Linked DNA regions of Sus scrofa: all the other regions are linked to region 2. Evidence: chromatin contacts called from public Hi-C and HiChIP or PLAC-seq data. All regions are on one chromosome and are shown on one strand. The core of a region is the stretch at or near the end of the contact, and the rest is flanking DNA. Distances in the headings are between cores, read along the strand shown. Region 1 has its middle 260 kb from the start of AKR1E2. Region 2 has its middle 350 kb from the start of KLF6. Region 3 has its middle 120 kb from the start of KLF6. Region 4 has its middle 220 kb from the start of AKR1E2.

Region 1 (2,700 bases), core at 112-2,611, 180 kb before region 2:
TTACCGCTGTGAAAAAAACTGTGGGGATAAGCTATTTTTGGCTCTCATTTGCAAATAAAATATCACACGCCGACACTGCCAAAAATGAATCTTTCTGAAAGCTATGGCATAATCTGATTTTATTTTAGTTTTGCTTTACAGGGCCGCACCTGCAGCACATGGAAGTTCTCAAGCTAGGAGTCAAATCAGAGCTACAGCCGCCGGCCTACACCACAGCCATAGCGACTCGGGATCCGAGCCTCGTCTGCCACCTACACCACAGCTCATGGCAATGCTGGATCCTTAACCCAGGGATCGAAGCCACAGCCTCATGGATACTAGTCGGGCTCTTAACGTGCTGAGCCGCAGTGGGAACTCTTATGGCATAGTCTTAAGGGTCATCAACAAACCAGTTTTCTTGCCAAATGCAGCGGAATTAAGGTGAAGAAAACACATTACTTTAAAAGAAAGCAATGGAGAGAGGCAGCAGCCTAGCTGTGACACTGCCCCAAGCTTCACGGTGTGGGCATGTCCCTTTCATCGACCTGCTCCTCCCCTGAGACACGAGATCCATAATATTCCTCCCTGGCCCTCCTGGGGCCCGCACTGGTGAGAGAGAGCCTCACTGAATATTTCATGGGAATCTGACTTTCCTCTAGGGCTTGGGCCTATTTTCTTCTGGCTTATTTACAGCTTTGCTCTGGTGCTAAAATATGTTATGGATAGCCATGTAATGGGTACTCTCTCTCCTCTCTTGGCAGTTTGATAAAATGACTTCAATTTTCTCACTGGTTCCTCTCCAGAGAGAGGCAGAATAATTGGTACCCAAAGACTAGTCCAGTCATGGTTACGCTTTAAAAAAGAGAACAAACAGTAATAGAGAAACTATTAACTCTGCAGATATGAAATATTAGAATACATCATTTTATCATCTCATTTAATGAAAATGGGAAAATGGAACCTAATCTTTCACTGTTCGACAATAAAAAAAACAAACCAAAGGAAAAAATTCTATTCACACAACTAACAATGATATAGATGAAAGACTCGCCTGGATTTTTCCTAATATGGCAGAGTTTCAAGGCAAAGGACTCAAAAAAAAAAAAAAGAAAAAGGAAAACCCCATATGGTGCTGAGGATGGAGGGTCAAATTCCTAAGTTATCATTTAAAAGATAAGCTCTGTGAGGCCCGTGGGAGTTTTATCCCCTTTAACCACATATATGTGAGCGGTTATTATGGTGTGGTTTTGTCGAGGGAACTTAGCAACGAGATAAAATAACAGCTGTATATTTTGCAGAGAAGTTTGCTTAGGAAGGCAGTTGCCATGGGAACGCCTGGCAATAGCGATTTGATTTTGTGTCGAATGAAAGCGATGAGTTTACTTTGTCTCCGTTGTTTTCCTCCCCCTGGCAACTTCTGGAGGAAAGAGAGAAGGCTAAGTAGCCTTTTCCAGAATTTGCATATTAAAAAAGCAATCCACTTCATTTTTGAATAGACGGGGAGAAGACTCTATGGACAAGCGCTCGAATCATGTACTTTACACCAACAAATACGTATTGTGTAAATTTACTGTATTTCAAAAGCGCTCAGACGGCCTCCGCTTTGTTCGGTAGTCCCACTTCACTCCGATGAGTCACATTCAATAAGTCCTCAGAAATGTGCCCAAAATAGTTGCAGCTGGGAGATAAAAAAAAAAAAAAAAAAAAAAATCTTATGAATGAGCAAAAACGAAGTGAATTATACGCCGCGGGGAAGTCTCTCAATGAAAAAAATCTGGTAAACAGACGCTGGGGTGGGGGCACGGGAAACAGATGCTGACTGATAAGGATTTGCTTATTTTACCAGGGAGACAGGGCATGGCGGCGCTGAGGCTCCAGTGAGGGTTTCGTGGGCTGTTTTCTCCCTGCAGGTGGCAGGGCTTCCGTGAACTGAAATATGGGCATCAAAAGATGACATGCCCCTCACCCCTGAGAGACGTGGGGCAGTCATTTCTTTCATTCAGATGGAGGAATTCAAGATGGGCAGGAGTCACAGACGCCTGCAGAAGATGGCTTTACCGCACAGCCCTGGAAGGTCCACCTTCCAAGGCCAGGGTCGGGTGTCACCAAGGAGGGAACAAAAGCCAGTTCACACTCTCTCCGGAGCACATCCTTTGCCCTCGGCTTCCATGTCAGGCCTCCTCCCCGAGAAAGCCTATTTTCAGATGACCGGACAAAGTGACAGCAGATCTGCCATCTCTAGGGATTGCCTGTTGTGTCCGGGTGTAGAGAACGATCATTTCCCAACAGAGTCAAAATCTGTTTGTTTCAAGTAAGCTCAGAAAGCCTATGGAAAGTCAGAGAGACAAGGAACAGATTTATTTTTAAAGCAGAGTCATTAGAAAGACAAAGAAACTGGAGGCTTCTGATCTTCATTATTTTCGAAAGCTGTGAGGCCTCTCTCTAGCTGTCGGAGCTTGGCTTTCGCTTGGAGAAGGAAGAATGGCCCTTGCACTTAGCCCTTCACCTTTCTTGGCTGGTGACTAAGTCAGCAGTCTTGGGGGATACACGGAGAACTCTCTGAATGCATTCGGTGGAAGCTGAGTCTTGGTGTTTTCAGGGCTGCTTTGACAATGTAAAGCCGCTTTATAGGAAAGCCGGTCCTGTTTTGACCAGGAGGCTTTGCCTGATGGTGCATTGCTTCTGGCCTGTCTCTGAGCAGCTCGGAGCAAGCCAGCCTGG
Region 2 (2,700 bases), core at 3-2,502:
AAGGCCAGGGAGATCACGGTGCCAGAGGGGAGTCACCGAGTGAGACCTGCTCACCTGCAGGGCAGGCCTGCCCCTCCGCAGGCCGCAGCGAGATCTGCGAAGCTGGTCCTAACCAGCCCAATAGCCCATTGTGACCTGTGCTGACTGACCCCCAAGACATGCCACTTTCCCAGGGACTTTCAAGTACATTGTCACAACTCCGAAATAGCCACAGGATCGGTTCTATTCCTATATTTGAGTTGAGAACACCAAAGTTTCTTAAAATTATGCATATTTTATATTGATAAAAATAGTGCATGTAGCTGTAGAACCATCACACCGGGTAGCTAATCAATCAAGATAATAATAGAGCGATAGTACATGTTATTCAGTCTTAAGCGGTGCCTGTAACCACATCGAACAATAAATATGAAGTCAGAACAGCTCAAGTTGCAAACTTGAAACGCTCCAAGAAAGTATGGTAATAGCAAAGCCCATGAAGAATATACGTGTGGGGTCAAAGCAGAGCCTGCGGGACCGAGGGAGATGTGTGGGAAACTGACTTGCCCTTTTCTTCCATTAAAGGGCAGGTTTTCTGAAAAAAAGATGGTTCAATTTCCTCCCTCCAAGCTGCCTTTTTAAAATAACATAACATAACACATGTTTTGACACAACTCCACATGACTCAGAGGCCTTCTTAAAATAAGACCAGACTGCATTCGTGGAGACTGAGTCACCTCTAACCTCCTGAACTTGCCGAGGATTCGGATCCAGGATGTATGTTCGTCCCTCAGAGGCGATGGGAAGGTTCTGGGGGCAGCGCACCTGGCCTTCAGTCAAGTGTTTTATCCCTGGCACTGCAAACAAGCGGGGTTTTTCTGCCTTTCGCATCGCCTCGCCAGGAACGAAAGACAGCATGTCAAACTGTGGTTTCCAGGGTAAACAAATAAAGACGACCCACTCCAGAAAATAAACGATTCCCGGAATGATTTTTAAAAGGAAGGACAACGTCGCGTGGGGACGTATGTGGCGCTCATCCAGTCCGGGCCTTCTGCAAGCGCCGCAGCCCCGAGAGGCAGGGGCGTCTTCTGAGTTAATTGCAGCGGGAGACACGTCCTTCTCCGGGACCCAGAAAACTTCCCGGTAGAAGTCCAGCGCCGTTGGGCGTTTTTCTTCTGAGTAAAGGTTGGGAACTCAAGGCGCCTCGGGCCCACGCCCACTGGTCTACGCTGCCTTCACCCAGCGCAAGCGCGCGGGTTCCCCTGGCAGGATTCCGCACAAAAAGCTGACAGGCCTGTGCGTTCGGCGGCACAGCCCTCGTGCAGCGGGACCGGGACGCTCACCCTTGAACGTGGGCGATCTGGCGTTGAGTCCTTTCTCCCCCAAGCTGCCGCCCCCGCGTTCTTTATGTGAAGAAGTGACCCTGAGTCACGTAGAGTTCGGATGCGCAGAAGGCGGGCTCATGCCTGTGGACATTTTCCCAGGCCTTGAGGACGGTCGCCGGGACTGCTGTTAACAACAGCGGGACCGCAGCGCTCATGACCGAGCCGCCTGGACTCCACCGGCACGGCTGTCCCCGCGGGCTGAGCCAGTGTCCTTAGCGACCGGGGCGGCGGCTGGACAACTGCGATCACGCCCGGTGAGGGATGGCTCTCGCCCAGTCGCCCTTGCGTGGCATCTCTATCCCCCGTTTTTAAGCCCCGGCCGGCCTGAGACCCGGCCCCCACCCCCACCAGGCCCTGGTTCAGAACAGCGGCCTTGGAGGCTCCGCGCCTGCCCTTCAAGGCGCCCCAGCGCCCTGGCCGCACCCCCGACCGATGGCACTGACGCACAGTCGGGCTGTGAAGGCAGCGCTTCTCGCTCACCCGCTCCCGGACGTGGAACGGAGAGAAAACGCCCCCCTGAAAGAGCCACCTTCCAGATGTGCCCGGCTCAGGGCCGGCCCCGAGTGTCACGTCCTGGTGGGAAGTGACTGCGTGTGTTTTGTTCAGATCCAAGGCCCTGTTGACAAAGCCGTGCTGCAGGTGTCCCCCTGAAATGGTCACACGGTGACCTTCCCTGGTCAAAGAGGCCTCTAAATGGTATCCCGGGTCTCGTCTCCCGTGCACATCTGAAGGTCTGCTGTTTCGGAGAGGGCAGTGCCCTGGTCACGGAGATTTAAAGCACCCTGTGGGGTCAGATTTTAACAGGAACCCAAATAATAGCAACCCCTTTCTTTGTTGGCCACCCCCAGGGCTCACTCTGGATGTTTTTAATAGCAAGGGACCTCATCTAGCCGTCCATGAGGCTAACTGATTTCTATACCTTTTTCTCTTCTATCCCCCCCACCTCCCGCTCCCCATTCCCCGCCCCCCCCCTTATTCAATTAAAAGAATCAGCGAGCCCTTTGGCTCCCTTTTCCTGGAGCAAACTTTTTCACAAACTTTTTTTAATTTACTCAAAGGAAGAGTTTAAAAAATGCTGAAGCATAGCATGCACACACCACATGCATAAGAAGACGCAGCAAGACCGCTGCGGTTGTCCAAGAGGATCCTGCGGCCAGGGCTGCCTGGCGGCCCCAGCGGACATAGGGCTAAGCCCACGGGGTCACATCTGGGAGAGAGAGTGTGTGAATGGAGCGGAGCCGGCCTCCCACACGACAGGAATTCCTCCCAAACTATGTGCTCGCTCGGTATGGGAGCGCAGAAAAAAAATGTGTTTGGAATATCGCTAAGGAAACCC
Region 3 (2,700 bases), core at 191-2,690, 240 kb after region 2:
TCTCCTTGCAGGTCAATACATCTGATTTAAACACTCCGTCTTAAAGATGTGAAATGGAAATTTCACTTGGCGGCGGGGGGGTGGCGGGGGGGGGCTAAGCCTGTGAAGTGATATTTTAAGGCTTTGTTTCTGCAAAGATGGCAGAAAGCAGAGTAAAGAAAAGCTCGGGGGGTTATGCCTTTGTCCTTTCTAATTAAATGAGAGGAAGTTCACGTAAAGCTATACTTCCCCACTTTTACGTATTTATTTTGTTTAAAAAAGCAAAACTTGGAAATATTTTATTTTTTATTTATTTTTTATTCTAGAATTTTATAACTCTTCTAGCTTTTATTTTTTTAAAATTACTTAATGAATTTTATTACATTTATAGGTGTACAACAATCAGCACAACCCAATTTTATAGCATTTCCATCCCAAATCCTCCGTGCATCCCCCCACCGCCCAACCTGTCTCATTTACTTTTAAAAGAGTACAGAACTTAGTTTAGAATTGGAAGCTAAAATTCTAAGTCTGTATCTAACATCTGAAGTTTGGTCTACACTGGAGTGTTTTCATCTTTCTTTGACTGTGGTATAAAATAAAAGTGGGGGGGGGAATAAAAGTAAAAAATGAATAGCGGAGGGAGAGAAATCTCCGCATTTCCATATATAACAGGAATACAAAGAGGACATATAATTGCTCCTTCTAGCCCCCTTTCTGGTCCTCAGCTACTCAGAACATTGCCTGCCCACATTTTTCATAAAATTTTCTCACCCTTATCAGAAGCCATATCCCCTGTATTTTCTGTTTTATTCCATCCTATTTGGTAACATTAAATTCCATGATATTTTAATCTATTATATTCTACTCTAGTTTACTTTAAAACACTGCTTTGCAACCCACTAACTTACCAATATGGCATGTCTTTTTTTAAAGTGTCTGCAAGATGCTAGAATTGATGTTTTCAAAGTAGAACTAACTCAGACAAAACAAGAGCAAAAGACTCGGTCAGACTGGTTTTCAGCCACTGTGGAAATCAGGCAGCCTCTTTTTAAGTGGCTGCATTTCCACCCTTTGGCAACTGATTTGGTCGATATGCCTTTTTAATCCCCAGAGATGCAAGCCACAGCAATTCTAAAGGCTTCGTGTAAGTCTCATGAACAAATACACACAAAGGCTTTTCGCAAACTTTTTCTGAAGTTCGGTGTCAGGGCGGACATCAGAAGTACGTGGTCACAGACACCTGTTCAGGGAGGAAGGACCTTTTTGCAGCCAAGAGCTGTTCAGAAACGTTAACCTAAATTATGCACAGTTTAAAGGTCCTGAAATGAATAAAACACTGCTCAGAGCGGTTGCCAAATGAAAACCACACGTCCATCTGTTCAGCTCTGGACTCAGACACTGGCGGAAACTCCAGTAAACTCTGTACAGTTAAGAGAGCGGCACCCTGGTGACTCAATCAGTTAATAGAAGCGAAGCCCATACGTGTGCGTCTAGACACAGTCATTTACTATTTTCCTGGGGACACCAGGGAACTCAACTGAATGTTTAATTTTCAAATCAGTGGTTATGGCAACGGCTGTAAATGCCAGTTTGGCTCCTGGCTAGAGAAGAGGTTGAGATCCTGTGTTTAACTAGCAGGGTCTGCTAACCAATCCAGGGGAAGGGTGTCCCATTAGCAGATTTCTCCAGAGGACAGGGCATTTACAACTCAATAAACACCTGCCCAGGGCTGACCTAATGCCTGATTCAAGTTCTTCCCTGCATGGCAAGAGAGATAACCCCCAAATTCTTAAAATTCCAAGACCCAGGAGCAACCATGAGAAAAGTTTCCTCCTATGTTCGGGATTTTTCTGGGCCATTTCTTTTTTTTTTTTTTTTTTTTTGTCTTTTTGCCATTTCTTGGGCTGCTCCCTCAGCAACAGAAGTTCCCAGACTAGGGGTCCAATCGGAGCTGTAGCCACTGGCCTACGCCACAGCCACAGCAACGCAGGATCCGAGCCGCGTCTGCCACCTACCCCACAGCTCACGGCAACACCGGATCATTAACCTACTGAGCGAGGCCAGGCATCAAACCCACAACCTCATGGTTCCTAGTCGGATTCGTTAACCACTGCGCCACGACGGGAACTCCCTTTCTGGGCCATTTCTATCAGAATCCACAGCCTCTTAACACCTGATAACTTCCCTCCTTGACTCAAAAACCATCTTCCAAAAGGTCAGTGCCGTAGGTCTGAGCCTGCTCACAGCATCCTGTTCTTCCTGGAATTTCATGCACAACACTGAACAAAATTTTGTCCATTAATTTTCCCCATTATAACATTCATTATTTTTGTTGGCAGGCCTAGCACTTTTTATTTTACTTTTTTAGGGCCGCACCCAAGGCATAGGGAAGTTCCCAAACTAGGGGCGGAACCTGAGCTACTGCTGGCCTGTACCGCAGTGACAGCAATGCCCGATCTGAGCCACATCTACAACCTGCACTAGAGCTCATGGCAACACTGATCCTTAACCCACTGAACACGCGTCCTCATGGATATTAGTCAGGTTCATTACCACTGAGTCACAACGGGAACTCCTGGCCTAGCACTATCTTCATGTCAACTGTTCTCTTCCTATAGAAACTGATGGTTGTTGCTTAATTTCTTTTTTCCTGATGGTCCATAGAAACAGAACCCCTCGATTTAATCTTGACAAAAGACTGCTCAGATTGGATCCTCT
Region 4 (2,700 bases), core at 101-2,600, 220 kb before region 2:
TAACCATTTGGGGACTTAAAAAATAAAAGGAAAATGTGTGCCGTTATGAAAGATTAGATTAGTTTTAAATGAAAGATTAGATTGGTTTTAAATCTGCCACATATGTAAAGTTTCACTGCTTTTCACCAAAACACAGTCAGCCTGCCCTGGAACTGAACCAGTCTGGGACGGCTGACGAAATACACCAGGCGGGTGGCATTCCTCCTGAAATGATGCCTTACCAGGTGAGTAGAGCCCTCATGTGTCAACAATGCTATCTGTGATGCAGTTGGGGTGCCCATGTAAGAACAGGTGGAGTGAGAACTGGGACATAATATTCCGATGGATTGTGTGACTTCTTAGCTTTTTCAAATCTATCGACCAAGGATAAAATTATACACAAAGATAAAGTCACGAGACAGATAACTATTGTCACCCCACATCTTCTGAAAATAGAGATTTGGGGGTAAGGTTCATCTTTTGGGAATGCATGCATTCTCAACCACAGATGAAAAACGATTGCAACCAGTTCCCCAAAACAGTAACACCTCAGAGCGTGAGCGCCTCTGCAGAGGTGCTGATGGCTTGAACTTTAACTCCAACAGAGCATTGGCGTTCAATGACAGCAAGTGTTACAGGTTCCTATTGTATTTGCACCCTGTTATACCCCGCTTACCAAGGGTAAATCCATTTCAATTTCTCCAAGACAGACACAAAATCCTGATAACCATTTCTAATACAAAAGTATACCAGTCAGAGAAGCCTAAGCGGATGAGCCTATATGAAAACTAGGATTTTTTTTCCCCCCATTTTCAAGTTACTCTGTTTTTCCCATTTTTCAGCGGCTTCACCCCTTGGAGGAACTTCCACAAATGGAATGCTTTATCTTAAATTATACTGACTTGGTTTTACAAAAATCAGTAACATGACGTACACGGTATTTTAACCGATGAACACAAGCAGCGTGTGCTCCAGAAAGGTGGTAAGTGCTTAGCCCGTTTCATGTGTACTCAAACCCCAGACCGGTGCCCTTTGTCGTGAGAGCCTTTGAGTGTTTCCTTTGGATCCAGGGACAACACAGTAACATGTGGTTCTAATTGACTCGCACTTAGCTCATTGAAGTCTGGTTTATGGGGAGGAAATGTGTGATGTCCAAGAAGCTGCTGGGAGGCACTTTTCCTGGAAAAGGGAAGTAATGTCCTTTCATTTTATAGTTCACAGGCTGACTTCTAAAGATTGGAATTTATTTCTAATGTATAAAATCACAGAGTTCAAGTACGTGCTAAATTTGGCCTGGCGTCCTTTCATGTCTGATGAGAATGATGTCACAGAATGAAACTAAAAGCAAAGAAACAATGCCTCTAGACCAAGGAAGCAGCAATTGCATTTCCAGGATTTCTTTCTCTTGAAATTCCTTTTGGCTGGAGCCAAAATGCTTGGGTACAGACATGGTCAACCCATGATGTCATATTTCCCTGTAATTCTAGAACAAAGTTATGGCTCCTTGAGCAATTTTGTTTGATAGTCTAAAAATTCACTTTTATATTCTCTGAAGAGATAATCGCTCTGTAGAGTCCCTTCCAACCTGCAATAAATGATACGTTTAAATTTTGATAGGCCCATTTTAGGAAGTAAACCATACCTTCCTTTCAGCATGACTGGAGAGAGCAGCCCATGTGGTGTGAAGTCCAAGCCCTCCCAGTCTCCCACCTCGGCTCTTTCTGCTTTCTGGGCTGCATGACTGTGCACGAAGCTCTCTGTACATCAGCTTCTTCACATATAAAAGGCGCAGTAATGCTCACCTGCAATTACGGCAAAAAGAGTAAATGATTTCATGCCTGAAGTATAACCACAAGTAATAGTGGTTGGCTTTCCTAGCCACTCAACAAATGCTAATTTCCTTCTTTCTTGTGCCTCCAACAGGAAATCTCCCTCCATTATTGACAACTAATCCATATAATGAGTTTTGCTAGATAACAAAAACCTGCTTTTAATCACATTTGGGGGGGGGTGCTGAAATTCCTATGGCAACCGAGATTTATTATCTTCTTGAAGGATTCAAAGAGTTCAGTGGATAGTGAAACTACATTTTGAACCAGAATTTAAACACATTTAATTAAAATTTTCATCAGGCCTGATGGACTTTTTGACCTGCCTACAAAGAAAAGAAAGATTGGAGAGCTTCTGGCCACACTCCTGTTTCTCACATCCTCAGCCTTTCTTTTATCACAGTTCTGTCTTTCTGCGCATCTTATCAGCTCTGACAGCACCTATCAGGTCTGCGAGCTGATCCACCAGAGAGCTGTGGAGAAGAAATGCCTCTGTGAAGATGCTTAGTGCATCACTAATTTTTTTTTTTTTTTTGGAAAGAAAGCAAGATTAAAAATATAGGTGTGCGTGTCCATAAGTTAAAATAATATTCATAGTCTTCCAATGTTTGCCTTTTGAAAATACTCATAACTTACCCTTTTACCAAAGCATGTCCATAGTCCATAGGCTGTTTTATTATGCTGATGCACCGTGGGATGGGGCGAGTAATCCATAAACCCTGGGTAACCCATCCTGCCTACAGGTTGTTATATCTGTTCTCTCACCTGCTCCCTGACAGAGACCTTGCTGGCACCTGCCACAGCCGCTCGCAGCCCTTTGGAGCTTCGTGGTGGTTTTCAACACTGCATTGCCCTGGGCATTTCCAGCCCCCTCAAGCCCCTCTCTGCAGCC

The links. Hi-C and Micro-C count contacts between places; a contact is called where the count stands out from the background. HiChIP or PLAC-seq counts read pairs in DNA pulled down with a chosen protein or histone mark.
Region 1: a contact with region 2 is called in an H3K27ac HiChIP or PLAC-seq map of skeletal muscle. The contact joins two enhancer-like sites. A contact is called at or near these places in 6 of 47 Hi-C or Micro-C datasets (alveolar macrophages, embryonic fibroblasts, retroperitoneal adipose tissue and 2 more) and 1 of 2 datasets of contacts at active chromatin or transcription factors (skeletal muscle).
Region 3: a contact with region 2 is called in an H3K27ac HiChIP or PLAC-seq map of alveolar macrophages. The contact joins two enhancer-like sites. A contact is called at or near these places in 1 of 47 Hi-C or Micro-C datasets (embryonic fibroblasts) and 1 of 2 datasets of contacts at active chromatin or transcription factors (alveolar macrophages).
Region 4: a Hi-C map of subcutaneous adipose tissue shows a contact between it and region 2, with 2.6 times the contacts expected there. The contact joins two enhancer-like sites. A contact is called at or near these places in 2 of 47 Hi-C or Micro-C datasets (embryonic fibroblasts and subcutaneous adipose tissue) and 1 of 2 datasets of contacts at active chromatin or transcription factors (skeletal muscle).

Annotation. Positions count from the first base shown.
Region 1 is chr10:65,956,155-65,958,854 of Sscrofa11.1, forward strand. No RefSeq gene overlaps it. Among named protein-coding and RNA genes, the nearest start is that of AKR1E2, 260 kb to the left of the region's middle. Within about 2 kb of position 1,362, at least 32 of the 83 cell types and tissues checked have an H3K27ac peak or open chromatin away from gene starts, as enhancers often do. A contact at or near this core is called in retroperitoneal adipose tissue, skeletal muscle and subcutaneous adipose tissue, where this site is marked.
Region 2 is chr10:66,133,504-66,136,203 of Sscrofa11.1, forward strand. No RefSeq gene overlaps it. Among named protein-coding and RNA genes, the nearest start is that of KLF6, 350 kb to the right of the region's middle. Within about 2 kb of position 1,253, at least 27 of the 83 cell types and tissues checked have an H3K27ac peak or open chromatin away from gene starts, as enhancers often do. A contact at or near this core is called in alveolar macrophages, retroperitoneal adipose tissue, skeletal muscle and 1 more, where this site is marked.
Region 3 is chr10:66,368,986-66,371,685 of Sscrofa11.1, forward strand. No RefSeq gene overlaps it. Among named protein-coding and RNA genes, the nearest start is that of KLF6, 120 kb to the right of the region's middle. Within about 2 kb of position 1,441, at least 18 of the 83 cell types and tissues checked have an H3K27ac peak or open chromatin away from gene starts, as enhancers often do. A contact at or near this core is called in alveolar macrophages, where this site is marked.
Region 4 is chr10:65,913,846-65,916,545 of Sscrofa11.1, forward strand. No RefSeq gene overlaps it. Among named protein-coding and RNA genes, the nearest start is that of AKR1E2, 220 kb to the left of the region's middle. Within about 2 kb of position 1,351, at least 7 of the 83 cell types and tissues checked have an H3K27ac peak or open chromatin away from gene starts, as enhancers often do. A contact at or near this core is called in subcutaneous adipose tissue, where this site is marked.